Regions from separate parts of the Anser cygnoides genome. Here region 1 is linked to region 2. A link is a contact called in public Hi-C data. All regions are on one chromosome and are shown on one strand. Each heading gives the region's core, a stretch centred on a gene start, on an enhancer-like site or on the middle of the called end of the contact. The rest is flanking DNA. Distances are from core to core; before and after follow the strand shown. Region 1 holds the start of CCDC88C (coiled-coil domain containing 88C). Region 2 holds the start of TTC7B (tetratricopeptide repeat domain 7B).

Evidence for each region. Hi-C and Micro-C count contacts between places; a contact is called where the count stands out from the background.
Region 1: a Hi-C map of liver shows a contact between it and region 2, with 1.8 times the contacts expected there. The contact joins the promoter of CCDC88C here to the promoter of TTC7B in region 2. A contact is called at or near these places in 2 of 7 Hi-C or Micro-C datasets (granulosa cells and liver).

Annotation. Positions count from the first base shown.
Region 1 is chr5:49,725,782-49,732,172 of Taihu_goose_T2T_genome, forward strand. CCDC88C (coiled-coil domain containing 88C) reads right to left here and starts at 1,987. Exons shown (of 30, transcript XM_066998255.1): 1 at 1,645-1,987; 2 at 1,426-1,526. The coding sequence starts at 1,704.
Region 2 is chr5:49,461,927-49,468,703 of Taihu_goose_T2T_genome, forward strand. TTC7B (tetratricopeptide repeat domain 7B) reads right to left here and starts at 1,998. Exons shown (of 21, transcript XM_066998260.1): 1 at 1,769-1,998. The coding sequence starts at 1,889.

The sequences.
Region 1 (6,391 bases), core at 737-3,236, 260 kb after region 2:
TCGCTTCAGAATTTTACAGTCATTCAAAGCCACAAAACTTCTGCCTATTTAGTAACCAAAATTGGGAGACTAAGTACTAAGTTCAGTTTCCTTGTTTTGAAATAGTTAATTCTTTCACACATTAGAGAACGGTGACAGTCCAGTTAGTTAAATCTACAGCAGACTCACAATTGCTACAGGTCCTTGACACTTCGGTTGGTTTTCTTTAGTGCTTTTTTTTGGTTGGTTTGTTTGGTTGGTTGATTTATGACCATTGCGTTTGGTGCAAAATCCCATTTCCCACATTTTGGAAAAGGTACAAATCTGCATTTGAATGCTCATGCTCAAGGCTCCAATTTGCAGAAACTTCTCTTTTGGAAGCATAATTATTCCTCAGAAATGCTAGAATTTGCATCTTCTTTTTACAACTAACACTTTGCTCCATTTTACACCACTACTGCATCAACCCCAAGCGGGGTGACTGATCTGGGTCCTTCTCTGAATCATGAATCACCTTCAGATCTTCATTGTCCAAGTTCCAGTACAGAATTTCCACCATGAAGAAAGCTCGATTGCCTTTACAGCTGGAGCAGCCAGGTACCAGAAGATAACAGAACTTGCCAACTTGAGAGGGTGGGACACAGATTCTCACACTTTTTTTTAAGTTACTTTTCAAAAAAAAAAGAATTCTGTTTAAAGATCCTAATATACACTCTTCATTTATGTGCTTGAAGTTGGCCTAACTTCACATCACTGGTTGAGCTTTACTTGGTTTCGTTCTGTGAGAAAAGGGCAGTGCCAGAACTGGGTGATGTTGGAAGCTTCCTCCCCTGCAAGTCAAATACCTTTCCCTGCCAGCTCTTTATCAGATGCATTTCTGAGTATTTAAAAGCAATTACAAAGACGAAACAGAAACAGCCAGGATCTGCGCATAGCAGAGCAGTGACAGGAAAGGATGTGGTTAAAAATGGATGCTTTAACAACAATTTACTTCAGGGTTAAAAGAAAAGAGTTATTTTCAGTCTGGGCTTTTAACCTACTTGTAAGTTTCCTCGAGACATATCTCTACAGCACTGCCTGAAAAACACACTAGCTACCAAAGTAAAGTTTTCTCTTTACCAATCTGTTTTTAACGCCAAATCTTACACGACCACGTAGACATGCTTCAGATGCAACCCCCCCAGTAAAGCTTCATCTGATGAAGCGCTTTCGTTTCCTTATTTACCCTGCAACGCAGCCTCTCCTGAAGGGCGCGAGCACGCTAAAAACGAGGCAGCCGTTTAAAAGCGTGCAAAACCAGAAGGAGCTGAAGCAGCAAAGCAAACCCGGACGGGACGGAGGGTTGCATTCCCCCCCTTTCTTTTTGTTACTTTCCTAAAGGCGTCGGAAGGGAGGCAGACGCCCGACCGGTGCCGTTCCCCCCCCCCACCCCGTGCCCCCGCTCACATCTGCAGCATGATCCTGTTGAGCAGCACGCCGTCCGCCAGCTCCATGTACATGCCCAGCTTGTCCTCGCTGCCGCTCGCCAGGGCCCCGAAGGTTTTCACCTGCCAGGGAAGGGAGGATGAAGGAAGGATGAAGGACGGAAAAGAGGGACGGGGGCGTGCTGCGGCCGAAGCAGGTGCCTCGGGAGCTGCCCGCCGGCCGCCTGCCCCCCGGACTCACCCAGGTCACCAGCGGGCTCTGCAGGAAGAGCTCCAGGAGCTCGGAGACGGTCACGTCCATGTCGCCGGGAGGGCGCGGCAGCGGGGCCGGCTCACTCGGCAGACAAAGGCGCCGAGCCCATGGCCCCGCCGCCGGGCAGCGCCCGCCTACAGCGGCGGCGAGCCGCGGCTCATCGCCCCCCGGCCCGGCGGAGCTCGGCGAAGGGGAACGGGGAAGGGAAATGGCGGCGGGGGGCAACGGCCGCCCGCGGGGGGTGGGCGCGGAGGCGGGAGGCTCCTGCGGGGCCGCTCCCGGAGCCCGCGCGGCGCGGCCCCGTCCCGGCCCCGCTGCTACCTGCGGCGGGGCGCGGCCTCGCCCCGGCCATTACAGCCCGGCCGCCGTGACGGGCGGCGCCCGCCGCCAATGGGAGCCGCCGAGCGGCCGGCGCTAGCCAATAGGAGGCAGACGGGGGCGGGAGGAGGCGAGGCGGAGGGTGCCCCCGCCCGGCCCTGAGGTGGCTGCGTGGGGGCTGCAGGGGGCAGCTGAATCCCCGCTCAGCGCCAGCGGGCAGAAAGGGAAAATCTCTGGAAAAAAGGGGGGTGTACACGATCTCACGCCCGCTTCCAGTAAAACGAAGCGAGGGGCAAGCAGCACTCGGTCCTCGTTGCTGTCCTCAAGCAGCATCAGGTGGTTTGTTAGGGATACCGCTGCCAAGGGGACAGCGCTCCTCTGCGGGGCCGAGCACGGCGGGGCCCTGGCTAGCAGCTCGTGGCTAGCAGCCCGTGGGCCATGGCTAGCAGCCCGTGGGCCCACTGCTGCCCCAGCACCCACAGCAATCGCTCAGCAAGTGAATTATTTCCCGGGGGGGGGGGGGGAATGGGGGCAGAACTTAATTTATTTTAGTTAAAAAATAATAATTCCAGATAATCTGACATTCTCCCATAATTCTAATGGACTTTTTCTGTTTCTTAGTTGTATCTGGATGACTACACCACTTTATTTTTCCCCAGAATGCGTGTTCTATTTTTCATACAATAGTCTGTGCATCAGCCACTTCAGAATGCATTTTGTCTGTCTCATTTAATCACAGTAAACTCACAAAATATATTTTGGATCTTACCAAGTCAGGCAAATTGTATCTGCAATTCTTTTTCTTACTGACCACTCAATCTCCCACCCCTATTTTTGAGAAGGGATGTGGGTACACGTGTGTAGCTTCGTTCTGTCGGGGAGGGACAGATGTTGTTTTGCCTGTAGGAACTGAGCGGTTTGTAAGCAATCCATTACGAAGTGACAGACAATGTTGTTCTTTGCAGCGGCCTGCTTGTCCCACATAAGATCAGTTTTAATTATTTGTTTCACGAGGATCTTTATTTTAGGCAGCCGTGTAGGTAGAGTCAGTGATAATCAGGAAATCTGGCAGTAAATCTCAGATACATTAGTGGGAGGGATGTTGTCATCTGAGACGTCTATGGAAGAAAAAGGGAAACTTCCCCCATGTTGGAGAGCAGGGGTTGTCCTGAGTTGGTCACCCCTCATCAGCCATTTTGAGGCGAGGTCAGCCTGAGGGAAGATGGCACCTTCCTGCCTGCACTACCCCTGCTCGATGCCTGCTTCATTAGCCCAGCCCCGCAGGGGGAAGCATTCATGGAGGAAAACCTCCCTGCTCTTATTAAAGACACCAGGAGTAGCCCAAAACTCCAGGTCTGCACTTGGATGGATCCCATTTATTATACAGGAACGGCCCTCAGTTAGCTAGTGAACATGCTATTTAAGCATGCTAATGATCAGGCATGATCAAAACATCCTTAAATCTTGTGGACCAACACATGATACCAGGGACCAGACCTCTGTGAGCTGCCCCTTGCTTACAACCTGGTGCAGCCACTTCTCTCCAAGGTCCTCGTGAGGATGTACCAGGGGGTAACAAACAGTTAAATTACACTTACCTTGTGCTGTGGGAATCATGTTGTCTCAGCTTTTCTGCTACTGAAAAGAAGGAGGTTGCAGGGACGCTGTTTGCTGTAGTTGGAAGGACAAACAGCATGCTTTTGAGTGTAACAACTCCTGCTCAGGTATGGAGAGAAAGGGAATGATTAATTGTTTCTCAACACTTCAGAGAGACAGACTGCTATAATTTAACTTCTTGAAGCCTTGTGATCTCCTGCCTTGTGAATATATTTCATTAAACAAAATTTAAAGCTGTTGCTGTGCTTACAGCAGAGGATGATTGTGTTAATGAATAGTCAAAAGAAAAAGGACTGAATAATATTTGAAAAACACACAACCCCTTCAGAGAAGCCAGAATACAAGTGCAAAACTATTTTCCTCCTTTTCACAGCTTGAATCAGACCCGTTTATAGGAGTATGCCTCCAGAAACTCCTAAAAATCAAAGAATAGTTGCTTTGTCAGATTTAGGGGTCACAAACCGTGAGGTAATCAAGGGATGCGCCTGTGTCCTGCATCTCGGGGCACAGTTACAAAAGCCCCCGTTTCTCACCCGGCGCAGGACTCAGCCGGGAGCCACACGCTGCCTGCTCCTGCCGGCACGGCCCGGGGACATAGCACCGGGCCCGGCCCCGGCCTGGCCCCCGTGCCCGGCCCCGCTCCGTGCCGTTCTGCGGCCCGGGCCCGTTCCCTGGGCGCAGCACCGGCCCCCCCCGCCGGCCGCCGCGGGTGCTGCAGGCCGGAGCCGGGGCGCTGCAGGGAGCGGGGCCCGCCCGGCTGTGGGGCCTGGAGCAGCGGGAGGCCCAGTCCCAGAGAACACGCTCTCGCTCTTAGCCCCCAGGCCCAATACTTTTTTTCTGCCCTCAGGAATTGTGTCCCCTACCTGTCAGCCCCAGCCCGGCCTGTGGTGCTTCCTACCGTGCTTTCTCCAAACTGTGACCTGGCATTTCTGGTGGCAGCTTTCTTCTAGGTACTCGTCTTTCATCAAAGACCGCTTGTGAAAGCTCCCTTTTCCCACTGCATGCCGAGTTCTCATTTCTGGGGCACCTGAAGCTGCTGCCTTCACAGAGCAAGCAAAATAAAATACACAACAGTGAATATATCCAGGAAAGCTCAGATTCAAATACATACATGCAACTGTATTTGGTAACCATGCCTCTTAAAGCAAACAAGTGTGGAAAACACTCTGCACATTTGTAGCATGTAATGCGACTTGCAACAACTTGTTTTCACACCACTTGCGCACAGACAGCTCCTAACTCAAAACACAAGCATCGGAGAAGCAAGAAGCACCAGCACATTTTAAAGCACTATCAGTGTACAAGCAGCTAGAGACACCGGCATTTTTAATGCCTGTTATCACGGTGTGTATTTCTAAAGCACTCTTCACAGCCACAAAGCACTCGACTCTCCGCAGCACAGACCACAGAAGGAAATTTCGAAGCCCGAGCATTTCCAAATGTTCCTCGAGGCTGACTGTAAATGGCGTGATTCAGCGTCCGCAGGCAGTCCCCTGGCAACCACTACAGCCACCAACAAAGCTCCGCCATTCACCGCCCTCTGAAGCCCGAGTTGCTGAGGGATGGGAATAACAGAATTTACAAGGTTACAATACGGGAGTTAAACTCATGGTAATCAGGAAAGGGCTTCTTTCTCTTCCTTTGCTCGGGACTGTCGTTAAGCAGCTTTCTTGTAAATATGACTCTACTGTTCGTCAACCAACTTCTCAGCTGTGGGGTAGGTTTACTTTAAATAGGCTCTGGAGCTGCAAACAACGGGTGCCAGGGAAAAAGGAAGGTGGCCAGAAGATAGCTTTGGCCCTTGCAGCATCTGATTCTGAAATACGGTTTTCCATTTTGTTCGTTTTATTTGGTCAGAGCTAGTAAAAAAGCTGTCTTAGAGAAATCTGAATGAAAATTAAAAAGAAACAAAACCGTGTTCCAAAACATAAACAAAACCCCAGAAATATTTGCTTACATGCCTTATATCAATCTGAATGCAGGGGGGTGGTGGTGATTTACTGAGTCTCTGTGGCTGGGGTCTGAAAGAAAACATTCAGAGAGAAACTCCCAGAAAACCTAGCATTAACCTTTGGTACAGGGTGCGACGTTCATTCAGTGCTGAAATTTAGGCCAGCTGCATAGTCTCCTGACAGGATTAACATAACATAGAATTCAAAATACAAGAGGAGAGACTTTGGGCAGAGTATCTCATAGATGTCTGGGTCTGTAGAAAAATACAGAGTTAAATGCATGAGGCAAATAATAAAGATAACACTGAGCAAAAGATACAGGGAGAGGATGAAGGAACAGCAGTGGTCTCTCTCTCTCTGGAAGAACTTGAAAGCAACAGAGGAGTACTCACACTCACGGCAAATGCAGGAACGTTGGCATAACCTCCTTGATGTGACTTCTTTAGGGAGGTGATGAATGCCACAGCAGCAGCAGCAGCCCCAATGTGCTCACGAACCTGAAAGGGGATGGAACAAATTCACTGAAGTTAGGAGCTGAAGTGACGTGAGACACAAAGGCTGGCAGTGGTGGTCCACAGCGGTGGGCTTGTGTGCTGGAACGTGCAAGCTACACATCTGGTGAATCAGCAAGGACGTAATTTGAAGTAGTAGCGGAGAGGGAAAGGTGTTTTGTAGGTTTTAAAGTCATAATGGGGCCTGATCTGTTGAAACAGTGATTACTGAAGAGGCAAGGACCAAAATAACTGCTTAAAGGCTTGGAGGCGTTATCCAAAACTTGGGTTCTCATCAAAGCACAGAACATAACTGAGGCAGGTGATTGCCATTTACGTTCCTCAGTTTCTCTCTCT
Region 2 (6,777 bases), core at 748-3,247:
TCTTCTAAATTGTTCTATGCTTAGCCAAAAAGCAAATCTTCTGTTATCATTCCCTAGCCAATTTGTAAAAGCAAACATTGCTGCAGAAGGAGGCAGTGAGGTTCCAAGTACCTTTTCTTAAATCAACCGCTTCAGATCAACTAACAACAGGGCTATGCAGCAAAACATCTTTCAGTTTGTGTGTCTTCATGGGCAGAATAGAGGCCCTGCCTCTTCGTTGTCTGGCTAGCTGATAACCTTAGCCTTCAACCTATTGGTCACACCGGGATCTAGACCACAAACTTGTGGTTTTAGATACTCTCAACAGCACAGGCATGTATTTCATTAGATACATTTCTCTCTGCCTTCCTCTGCTACAAATGGAGAGTCACTACCACTTCACTTACTGTTGATGTCCTTCTCGTTTAGCTAGAGTTTGGAAGCCTGGGATATTGATGTAATCCTTCCTATGCTACCAGAAAGAGATGAAATCCACATTCAATACTTTTTGATATTTTAAAGATCAGAAAACGCTCTAATAATATGTACTCTGACTGGTACAGAATCTAGAAGGCACCACAATGGTAAAGTCACTGATGTGTAAAGTTATACAGACAGCATCAACTTCTCTGATGTGCTTCAGCTAGGTAAAGAGTACCCTGGTCAGAGAAACCGAAGTCAAACTATCAATAATATCTTCTGCCTAGCACTCCCCACCTATCTGAAATACCTTAACACATACTAATTCAGAGAAGGTCCTTCTTCTCAATCGGACAGCCAAAAGCCATTTGTCTCTGCTTGAACTGATCTCTAGTCCATAGTCTACCACTCAATAAAGCATGTCCTTAAAACAAACTAACACCTTTCACCTTTTCACTTGTGTCTATTTTTAACTACTATAACACCAGTGTGTTTCAGGATCCCTACCCAGTCGTTTTTAAGGCCAACACGCATAAGTCTATCTACTCCTGATCCATCTGTCCTTAAATTCTCCCTCTCCTCCTTACTTTGATTCAGGCTTTTGCTCTTCTATTTGTATTTCTGCAGGCCTGAACCACGCACTTGTCTCGTCTGCCTAAGCATGCAAAGCCTGCGCAGCATGCTCCAGGTGCCACCAGCCTCACGCCTCATCCTGCCTCTCTGTTAACTTATCACCCCTGAGGTCACCCCAAGCCCTGTCTCCCCAGACCTATTTCTCTCTAAAAGCACCTGCGGGTCCAGCTCCCGCAGAGGAGCGAGCTCAGACACCATCCCCACGGCGTTTCTCACGCGCAGAGCGAAGCGAGGCTGCCAGGGAGACCTGCCCGGCGTGCCCCCAGCCCAGTCTGCGCTTCCATCCCTCCGAAGGCAGCGCTGCCTTCCACCTCCTTCAGCTAAGCGCTTAAAAGTTAGGGATACGAGAACCAGAGGTCCGAGTAAACCGCTCATCGTTAGTAACGAGTAACGAAACGAAGCAGCGTTACATTACGCTGCAGAGGAGCGCTTGTAACCGAAGGGGAGGGAGCCTCCGCAAGGCAGGCTACGCGCGGATCCTGCAGCACACACAGCTCCGCAGGACGCGGAGGCAGGAGGGCGCCGGGGGCTCCACACGGCCCCGCCGAGCCCCCGCACGGCTCCGTGCGCCCACCGCGGCCCCGGCACCCCCCGGCACTCCCCCGGCACCCCCCGCCCCCGGGGCCGGGCTCCCCCACACGCTGCCCCGGGGGCTCGGCGGCACCTGCCCGGCCGGGCGGCGGGGAGCCCCGGGCGGCCGCCCCTCGGCCTCGGCCCGCCCGGCCCCGCAGCGCACCGTTAGCGATGAGCTTGGCCGAGAGCTGCTTGACGAGCTCGGGGATCCGCTCCCACTGGCACTCGGAGCGACACCGCTCGATCTCCGTCTCCAGCCGCGAGCCCGCCTTCTTGGTGGCCATGGCCGGGCCGATGGGCCCCGCCGGGGGAAGGGGCCGGGGCTGCGGGAGCGGGCGGGAAGGAGGGGACGGAGGAGGAGGAGGAGGAGGAGGAGGCGGGGACAGGACGGCGGCACCGGGCGCCTGTGCGCCGGCAGCGGCGGAACTGGAGGCTGCGGCCCGCGGCCGGGAGCGGCGCCCCCTGGCGGGAAGCGGCGGGAGCGCGGCCACCACAGGCCTCGCCACCGCCACCGGGCTGAGGCGGCCGCCGGGCCGGGCAGGGCCGGGCCGGGCCGGGCCGGGCCGTGTAGCCGCCCTGACAGCCCCCGGGACCGAGGGGAGGCCCAGCGGCTCGTGGGAGAATAGGCAGGAACCGCACCTGTCCCGCTCGGCTACCTGCTAGCGAGCGGGTGCACGAGCTGTTCCACAAAACATAACACAAAACCAGTTCTTGCCTGCAGTGGTCTCCTGCCGCCTCGAAATCTCCCACCTGTTCTACTTCAGGGTTTTTTAATCTATTTGAAGATGTTCTTGTTTTTGTCTTTTCTCTCCACACATCTCACACTGCGCTTTGGCCCTGACATGCTCCTTCACATCTAGTCACACAGAAAGGGGGACTTCAGCTTGGCCTTTCTAGCTGGGTACCGACCTGTTCCTTTCATGAAGAGCGGAGGGTATGGCCGTGCCTGTATTATACCGTTCCCTACATTTTGAGAGAACAAATACATTTCCAAGCTTTGGGTGGAACAAAATAGTAGCTGAAACCAATCTGAATAAATATCATGTATCTTTGTCCAGTGCAACATGACAAACCAGTTCCACAAACTTAGGGAGACCTCAGAAGAAAACTGTTACAACTGCTATGTAGTGAAACATGTAGCAAAAGCACCAAAACTACACTGAAAGGTAAACCTCGCCAATTGCTACTTTTCCCAATGTAAGTATAGAGCCCCAGGGACAGAACTGGTTGCGCAGAGATACAGTGTAACCTAATGCACTAGACACAAGGTGAATTTAAACGATCTAAACATCCTCCTCCGCATCCAAGTGCAGACTTGTAGAACTTACTCTCATCCACAGAAAAGAGAAGTCAGTGACGCCAATCTGCATGTGCTTGACTTTGAAGGACTACGATCTGTCTGCTGGTGTGAAGATACAAAACACAGGCTGGATGCTGGCATTGCTGTAGCAGACATTGCACCACTCTGGATCTAGTGTATTTCAGTCTTCAGAAATGTCAGGATCACAAACTCAAAATTCAAATTGGAGCGAACAGCATTACTAGCGTGAGAACAAGTCAACCATTGTGTCATAACTGCTAGTAGATATTCCTCAAACCCTAGGAACTATGATCTTCAAACTCAGGGAATAATACTATCACCAGTCACCTTTGCATGCTGTTATATAAATGTTTCAGCTACATGTAAATACGACACGCCTATGGACACTGGTAGAGCTGTTATCCACATCACAGAATTTCTGTAATGTTTCCTGATTGGTGTGTGTACCACAAATATTAGTGACAGGCAGTTTCTGAAGTTTTATTTGGTTCTGATCACCAATGGAAAGGCCAGAAAAAGGATGAATCTTTTTAAAGACAGGAAACCAACATTGCCATCAAACAATTAATTGGCCAGGTGCAGACCCAGGCTTGTGAGACTAAAAGCTTGTCCATGTGCTCCCCAGCTGCATTGCTCAATCTCATAAAATACCTTCTTCCTACAAACCTTGCTTTGCTTGTACCCTCAGGCTGTCATAGATACCACAACTTTATGCCAAGTAACAAATGTCCTTCTCAGGGTTCCAACTAATTTATTTTTCATTCCCAGTACTATCCAAATCATAATAGTGCAAGGCTTGGATATTGTAACCTGGCTTTCCCTCAAGCTGCTGTTAGAGTGCTTTCAGGCTGCAGTTCAAATTCAAGCAATGTATACTTCAAATTTTAAAAAGTGAAACAGAACCTAACAATAGCAGGACATAATGGTGTTTAAGGAATACAGTGGAGTGTGCTACAGGAATGGAAAGAATATTTAATACTGCAACAAAAGTAAAAGGAGAAGGATGTGCTAAAACATTTTTTGTTTAAGTGAGGTCTCAGAAGATCCAGACGACATTACATTGATTACAGAAGGGTGTTTTACTGGTCAGATAAAAGAATGAAATGAAAAATGAAGCAGCAAATGAATGATAGCTGAAAATCGTTGACATCATAACTACCAGTTCTTTTAGGCATAAGAGGAAGAAATTAACATTTGAATTTTCCCAAATAGTTAGTTTGCTTATGAAGATTATTCATATTTATTCATAGCAATTTTAACACATTTTGTTAGCACTAATCACATCATTTCAGTAAAAGCTACCAGCAAAAGAATAGTATTAAAATATTTACATAACAGCTCATCAGACTTATTATCTCAGTAGTTACTATTTATGAAGTGAGACATCTATGCAAAAGGAATTAGTATATTTTGAAACACATTGGCACAATTAGGAAGTCTGCTTTAACATTAGTGAAACTTCCGTATACCTAAGGCTGCCCTAAGATTCTACTGTAGATGACCCGTAACTGTATAAAAAAATGAAATGCATCTGGTTTCTGAAAAGTATGTAAAATCAAAATGCAGGGAAAGAAGCTAGGTTGTGTTGGTCAAGCACTCTGCCTTACGCCACCCTTCCCACTCGACACCCCACCTCCTCAAATACAGGGCAATAAGAGAACTGATACTTGATTGTTCAGTGCAACTTCATGAGCTAGGTATGAAGAAACGGTAACTTTCAGTCCACAGAACACCTTGATATTTACTCTGGTACTTCAAGCAACCTGAAAATAGACTTAACAACAAAGTTTTCTGCACTACTACTCCATACAGTATTATGGGAAACAAAAATGACAGGTGTTTAAACCATTAAAAACTTGGTAATTTTAGAGAATACTGACTTAAATAAAACATTTCATTCTCTACTAAGATATTAAACAATCTATAACAAGGGATCAGAAAAATCAATTCAAATACTACTCATATTTTTAAAGGTCACATATTCAATAGAAGGCTAGTAACTCATAAGAAAAAAAAAGGCAAGCAAATTTAGAAGATCACTGGGTTTATTCTAGGTTGAGTTTCTGGCTTCTTACACAAATACTATTCAATGCTGAAATGGCAGGAGAGGAACCAAACTTCATCTTTGTTCTAGCTTTCCTTTATTCTAAAATAATAATAATAATAATAAGTAAAAACGTGATTTTCATGACAGCTGTGCTGAAGTCAGCTCACTGGTATGTATGCCCTTGAGAGAAGAGGCTAGTTCAAGCTTAAAATCCAATATGTGTCAAAGGATATGTGTATAAAGTTCCTTCACTATTAACAGAAGTGTTTAATATGCAAGCTTACCTATTACTCTAGTTTTAGTCCTTCACAATCGACCAGCGTTTTTTCTTCTAAAGTGTGTGTTTGAAGCTGCTAATCAAAGTGCTGACTATTAAAAAAAAATTCTTCGGAGTTCCTATAGCATATGTCACAGAAAGAAGATTTTCAGGGAAATCTAATGTAACAAAAGACAGCAACGTAAGTCCCTATTTCATCTCCACAAAGCATAAATGGAATTCAAAAGTTAATATTAAAAAGATAAGCTTTTCCTCAACACATATCTTTATTTCACCAATATCTTATCTTTCACTCTAAATTAACACTTTAATCTCTGTTAAGACAGTAAATATATCCTCCTGCAGGTTATCAGAGATGCACTTCAAATATTACTTGTATTTTAAAGAAAACATATTCAACTACTATTTATCTGCCATTTTCTCAAATGTGAAATGCAAGAATTTTCAGGCCAAAATGTGTTAATGTGAGAAGTAATTTCTCTACAGTGAAGAAAGCATTATACAAGCAAAAAATCTTACTGGAATTCTTTTTTTTTTTTTTCCCCTCCAGTTACCTAGTTTCACTATTAGTATTATGCTAACTGCAGAGTTCTCTGTGCCTACTGAAGTCACAGTGATCTCTATGATCTCTTTAGTACAGTCCATATGAAAATTGTCAGAGAAAATAACTTCATAGTGACACGTGGTTCCTTTTTGGGAGTAGCAAAAAGCAATTTAAAGGTAACTGAAGTGAGAATTAACAGCATCCACAAAATAAACAATTTGACTACTAGATGCAGCCTGCCCTCTGACCCAACTCACAGCAAGGAATAGTTACATATACAATGTGAAATATGCTATATCAAAGTATTTCAACATTTCAAGGTTTTTTAATTATATGACTTTTATTTTCTTTAAGATAAAATAGTTACATCTGAGAATGTACACATTAATTTGTAAACCATAAAGCCCTTACCGTTGTTTGAAATTCATACACAAAACAGTTCTGGAAAACCTAGAACGTACTTTTTTTTTTTTTTTTCCCCCTCCACGGTGGACTTCTGCTTTTGTAGCTCATTGCTTTCAGACTGATTCAATTCATAGTGCATTTGTCAAATAATGGGAAGTATAATTGATATTTGAAGAGGAAAGCATGCCTTTACAATCAAATATTTATTTTTTCACCATTACATGAAGTCCCTTTATTTTTTAGTCTTCAGTAAATGACAGTGCTAATAGTCATTGCTATTGATAGTTGGAATCTGAAGATCAGTCACTAATCGTGCAGCAAAAGATAAAAAGTCAGACCCCAAAACAGATTCTTTCCAAGGCCATTCACACTAAACAGGAACCAGCGCTGACAATGAAAGGGCGACAAAGAGTGCCATTTAATAAGCAATATATTCAACTATCACATTGTTTAGACCCAGTGTTTCATACTGCATTTTAAACCTTTTATAAAGTTTCTGGAAATATCCTCTGCATCACAAACGCATATATTTACACATACAAAGAAACATGAGAAACAATGTCACCTCCCAGATTTAA